2 separate regions of the Zea mays genome follow, and region 1 is linked to region 2. The links are chromatin contacts, called in public Hi-C maps. All regions are on one chromosome and are shown on one strand. Each heading gives the region's core, a stretch centred on a gene start, on an enhancer-like site or on the middle of the called end of the contact. The rest is flanking DNA. Distances are from core to core; before and after follow the strand shown. Region 1 holds the start of LOC100217227. Region 2 holds the start of LOC103644647.

Region 1 (3,212 bases), core at 449-2,948, 310 kb before region 2:
GGTTAAGGGTGTGTTTGGTTTGGCTTTTGGCTTTGGCTTTTGCCCCCTAAAAGCCAAAAGCCAACCAAAGGGCTGGATCCAGGAAGCAGCTTTTTCTAAAAGCCGACTTTCTCGTAGTGCAAAACTGAAAGCACCCCTGGACCTGCTTTTAGTGGCTTTTGGATGGAACTGTGAAAACATATATCGAAGAACTTTTAACGACTTTTAGTGGTTTCCACCAAACGATTTTTAGCTTTTTAACAGCACACAGCCTACAGCAGCTTTTTCCACAGCTCACAGCCCACAGCAACTTTTTCCACAGCCACAGCCCAACCAAACAGACCCTAAGTTTACATCATTACATGTGCAATGGGACCTCAAATTCAAGAGGTAGCAGGTGAAACATCGGATAGCATTTAGTTGCATCAGCTAAATTAATGCCCATACCACAGAAAATCAGTGAAAGAAACAAAGTATGCAAGAATAGAATAGTACAAGGCAGGAGAACTAGGAAACACGCCCAGAAGTGTCACTTACAGATTCTCCACTGAGATTCATATAAGTCTGGGGCTTGGCAAGAAGAACAGGGACTCCATCAACCATCCCTGAATCAATGGCGCGGACAACACATTCATTTAACCCTTTGTGCTAAGAAACAAAAACATGTATCACAAAATATGAGGAGTGATATTCTTTCTCAGGGTGCGTAAATGGCGCCAAACCTTCACCAAAGAGTGCTTTGAAGTAATGTGTAGTCAGGGGTATACCCTGGGATTGCGCAAATGCATCTATCATATCAAAACCCACCTGTGAGCAAACAAATTGCAAGAAAAAATACGAACATAAGTACCATGATATTGAGAAATTTTGAGATACAAGATGAGATGTGCAACTTACGTTGTGCCTGGTGGATTGATACTTCTCACCAGGGTTGCCAAGACCCACAAATAACCATGGTTGTATCGGGGAGAAGGACGAGGAAAAAGATGAATATGATGAAGATGTCTGAACGGTAGAAGTACAACATTTTGAAAGGAAGGGCATGAATCTATTCCAGGGCATCTCCTTCACGGTTTATTCAATCAGATCCGTCCAGAAATCTAATGAGCCAAAAAATCAGATGTCAATGTCTTGAAAGCAAGACAAATCTGTTCTTGAAATACACCACAGTGAACCAGACAGGAACATAAAAATATGAACTGAACAGCTAGCACATCCAACACTGCCTTATACTTACACATGCCAGAACTAAGATCGGTTTAAACCTTGCAGTGCAGCAGAAAATCAGATATTCAGAACTGAATTTGGCATATAATCTTAGCTTAGGCATTTCATCGAACACCTCCAGGGAGAGACGGTAGTGCTGCACTGCTGCTCCCATCTTCTCGATTCGTACAAGCGTTTGCAATTTAGGAAAGGAAAATTTCAATCAGTCCGTACCCCTGCTGCCGTGCTGCGCTGGAGCGCCTTCTCCTGACCTCCTATGCAGCAGTGTGCAGTTGGTGTTGTCTGCGGCAGCTCGGCGCAGTTGGTGTTGTCTCGCAGGCCATCGGCCATTAGCCATTAGCCATTAGCCATACAACATACTAATAATACTACCTGACCGCTTGTAGAAATAGAAGAGAGCAGCTGGGCACTGCCTCGACGGCGATGAGCTTATAGATTAGGCTGGCTGGCAGGCAACGAGCGTCATGGAGTGAGGCTGTGACTGTGAGGGAGATATGGTGGTTGTGCGGCACTGGGCGGCCGGCCGCGGGCGATGAGATGGGCAACAACAGGATGCCGGGACGGCAGTCGGCAGCCGGCAGGAATGCCCACTAGGGTAGAGCAGGCGCGTAGGTGGATGCCTGAGTTGCTTTGTTGGGCTCGAGGTCAGGCCGTCAAGGACTCAGGGACATGTCTCATACTCTCATGGACTCATGGGCCGCGGCCCGCGGGAGGTGGCACCTGGCCGGTGGGTCGTTCCAGAGGTGGGGACATGGAGTTTGAGTACGGGTAATTCGGCCGAATTTTTTGTTTTTAGCCCCTTTTATGACACAAATCTACGTTTGGACCCCCACAAATTTTATTTACACGTTTGGATCCGATGCTCGGCGTCATAGGCTGTGGCGCCGAGGTAACACAGCTCGGCGCCACAGCCTATGGCGCCAAGCTGTGACGTGGCCATGGCGGGCAGGGGTGACGTGGATGTCCGCATGGCACCTAGCTCGGCGCCACAGATCTTGGCGCCGAGCTAGGAATTAACCACAATCCCCTTTTCTCTGTGTTTCTTCTCTGTTACTTTTCAGCTTCTACGCGCCCTAGCCGCCGCTGTTCCCGACCACCGCCGAGCTCCGCCCTCCCCGCCCGCCGAGCTTCGACGACCGCGCTCGCTCGCCCCGCCCGCCGAGCTCGCCAGCGCCGGCCGCCGCGCGCCTGGCACCACGCCAGCTCCCGCCCCGGCCCGGCCACCGCGCCACCGCGCCAGCTCCCGCCCCGGCCACTGCCGCCAGGTAATTTTTTTTTGTTTTTAATTACTTAGTTATTAAATTGTTAGCTATTGTTAGTGTTTAGTAATTAGTTAGCTATCCACTTATTTATTGTTTAGTAAATAGTTAGATATTTATTTTCTTGTTAGTGTTTATTAAAATAGTTAGCTAGTTTCTTGCTTAGCATATTGTTAGTGTTTAGTAAATTCTTAGTGATTATATAGTTAGCATTTTGTTTAGCACATTGATATTACATGTTTTCTGTGTTGGCAACCATCATGTTGTCGTTTATTTGCAGGTTCTATAAACATCACTTTACAGGGGAGGTGCTGCCAAATTTTTTATTGACAATAGTTTTTTTTGTACGTAGGTGTTCATCCGACTTGACCTTCTCCACCGTTAGCTGGACTCGTACGCGATCTCAGGTATACATTGTTTTCGTACATTATTCATAGATTATGTAATTTCGTTTGATGTGTTCATTTAATATTTACTATATAGTTATTAGTTAATATATATTTATTACTTAGTAAGTTTTTAGGCTTAAGTATATAGCCATTATTGAGTTAGTAATCCATTTTGCAATAGATGGATAGCCTAGTAACACTATACCATGGAGGAAGGGTGGAGATAGATGCTTATGAGAATGTTACTTTTGATGGTATGAAGATCGTGACCATGTTGTTCGATGAAAGACCATCTTTTGATAAGATTTTCGCTCGAGCTTGTGAGGAGATTAGTTGCGACATAAACGACCCTAGAATA
Region 2 (2,962 bases), core at 304-2,803:
GTTGGAGATGAGATTGCGCACTATTAGTAAATAATAATTAAATTATTATATTACTCCGAGTGATTTTTTTGGGTGGATATATGTGTCCTTGTCGATATCGTCCACCGTCTCTTCATGCCCTTTCGTCCTTCTCCTTCCTTTGGGTGTTGCCGCAATGGCTCAACACCGCACCCACTACTATACAGAGATAGAGATAGATGCATCCGAAGCGTTCATGGCTCGCTCGCTGTCAGTCTCAGATCAAATTAAAGGCTAGGGTATATACTAATATATACTACAGCTTAATTAGTAAGATCCACTAGTGTTACTATATATCATCCCATGATAAAGGCCACTCAGCACTCCTAACTAAATTAAAGCCACAACAGAGATTGAAAGCCACTCCGATCTACATGGTGCCCTGCACAAGCACGCAGATTCCATCGTTCACGTACTAATTTGTGTGTGTGCTGTGCACGCGCGCCTGCTATGTGCTATAGCAAACCATATACGACCTTTCTATGGCAAAAAACTCCACGATTTGAACTTTGAGAACTTTGTAAAGGCTAGTTTTGGAACTTTATTTTCCAAAAGAAAAATGAACTAATTTCACAGCATGCCAACATACTTGCATTTCATTCCTCAAGGAGAGGTGAAGCATATAGTAGCAAGACGATCCAAGGCCGACCGCAACTCTGCAAGTCGAATGACTGATTTGAATTTTAGGAAGTGGAGGCCGAAGCTGTCGTTGAAGATCTTCGCAAATATTTCAATTCTTCTGCAAACATACACAGTTCCTGCTTACCTTTTTTTTTGTGTGCATGCTTTTGCATTAGTATGTTTGTTTATTTATTACTGCACATAAAAAGTTCAATCAAAAAAAGGATATACGGACAAGCGAAGCGATTGTAAGTTCGTTGTGCCTAAACTATGTTGGTTGCCAGGCAAATGCCCATTATGTTTGTAGGTATCAGATTTCAACGGAAAGTATGAAATCTCTCCTGCACTTGACTGACCGGTTTGGTTGACTTCTCTCCGTAGCTTGGCTGCATGAGCCAGGCTGGCGGAAGCCTGACTCCAGAGATGCGACCAATTTCCTTACGCCTAGAGAGCCTGGTCTAAGGTGCTTTGAGTACCGTACGAGCATGACTCTACATCTACACGCAGGCAACCAAACACACACCTCGCACGCGTAGAGCCTGGTTGACAACAACCAAACACCACCTCATTGCATCCTACGATACCAATAAATACAGTCAACCAAACACACGGGACGTGAATCAAAATCACTCGTACTCCGGACAGGAAAATAACTAGGCTGCGCCTGCACATGCAGGCTATGCTCGGCCGGTACAAGTCATCATTAATCATATGCATGCACACGCTCGTGGCAAGCGTGTACAACCAATCGTTGTATATGTTTTGATGGCACCTAGAGAATTTGGTCAAGAATCTACCCATCCTTATGGGCTGGTGCGCCCGCGCATTGGGCCGTTCGCGGGCCGTGCGATCGTCGGCTCATTTTAGCCACGTGACGGCGCCACGCGGTCGGCATGACTCTTGTTATGCACTTATGCTCTTCCGGCCGGTTCCGTCCGCCGCTGGCCGCATCACCCAAAGCAAAACAACAGCGGGAGGGATCAGTGGAACCGCGGACGAGCGGGAGAGGCCGGAGAGAGGGAAAAACAGCTACTGCGACGAGGAGACGCAACCCACAAACAGGCCGCGCCCACCTTCACCGTCCCGACACGGCCGGCCAACCTACCAACGCGACACGGCCACTGCACTACGCCCAAACAACGCGACACGGCCAACCTCGATCGAGACGTCGACGGGACGAAACCTCTCCGTGACCGTGAGAGAACCTTCGCCGGAGCTCGGAAGGAGCGTGCTGGTGCAGCTTGTGGGCCGCGGGATGCAGTCGCTGCGAGGAGCGCAGCGGGAGTGCGCGGGGCCCCGGGGCCGCAGGGTGGCGGGCGACACCGAGGAGCTGGAGGAGGGGGAGGCCTGCTCCGACGCCGACGGCGAGGCCTTCGTCGACCCCGACGTCGCGTTCTCCTATATTGTGAGTACCCCAGGCCTGGCCGCCTGGCACCCTCCTTCCTCGTTTAATTCGGCGGCGGGCTTCCTGTGCCGCTGAATTCGGTGCGGTAGAGGCGCAATTCACTTCGGTAAGCAGAGCTGCCCCAACAGCCAAATTATTCGCCAGAGAGGTTTTGGGAGATTTGTACGGTCAGGCTTGGCGCTTCAATACTTCATCAGTGGGCCTGCTTTGGTTCAGTGAGCGCTCTGAGCTCTGCACATTCAGCGTCCTAGTACTGTGGACGGGACTGTTAGCCATGCGTGTTTTTGTCCACGTTAAAGCTATGCGCAGTGTCGACGAACGGTAAATGAAGCGCTACACAGATCGAGTAAGGCATCCAGTAAAAAAAAATCCCACAGCCAAACACTCTATCAAATACTCTAAATTTGTCCAAGCATTTTCATGGCTTCATCAACACAGTGTTTCGAACCTAGATCCGACAAGTAAATTTATTGTGCGCGTTCCGGGCTCCGGACGGTGTGCACGGTGGGCGCAAAATTTATATTGGTTCGGATAGAATGTCCCTAATTCTAGTTATCAGTGGCTTACGCTATCAACACCATTGATGATCAAAGCTCGTAGTAGGGGTTACACGCGGGCAAGAGTCAGGGCCGTTTCTGACTGTTTGGGGGCCTGGAGCGAAATCTAATATGGAGGCCCTATATATATATATATATATATATATATATATATATATATATATATATATATATATATATATATATATATATATATATATATATATATAATATAGTCTCTCTATTTCTGTATATAAACACATATTAATGAACATTCAATAAAAAATAGTTCTATTCCATGTTTTAAAGATTATCAAATTGTGCATGTGCATCTGATGAATTAGATATATTCTCATGATCACTTACATTGTTATCATCGGCG

The links. Hi-C and Micro-C count contacts between places; a contact is called where the count stands out from the background.
Region 1: a contact with region 2 is called in a Hi-C map of ear, with 2.1 times the contacts expected there. The contact joins the promoter of LOC100217227 here to the promoter of LOC103644647 in region 2. A contact is called at or near these places in 2 of 25 Hi-C or Micro-C datasets (ear and leaf).

Annotation. Positions count from the first base shown.
Region 1 is chr1:59,565,301-59,568,512 of Zm-B73-REFERENCE-NAM-5.0, reverse strand. It overlaps LOC100217227, which reads right to left and starts at 1,698. Exons shown (of 9, transcript NM_001143583.1): 1 at 1,420-1,698; 2 at 877-1,079; 3 at 702-786; 4 at 517-584. The coding sequence starts at 1,041.
Region 2 is chr1:59,259,470-59,262,431 of Zm-B73-REFERENCE-NAM-5.0, reverse strand. It overlaps LOC103644647, which reads left to right and starts at 1,553. Exons shown (of 12, transcript XM_035961425.1): 1 at 1,553-2,044. The coding sequence starts at 1,553.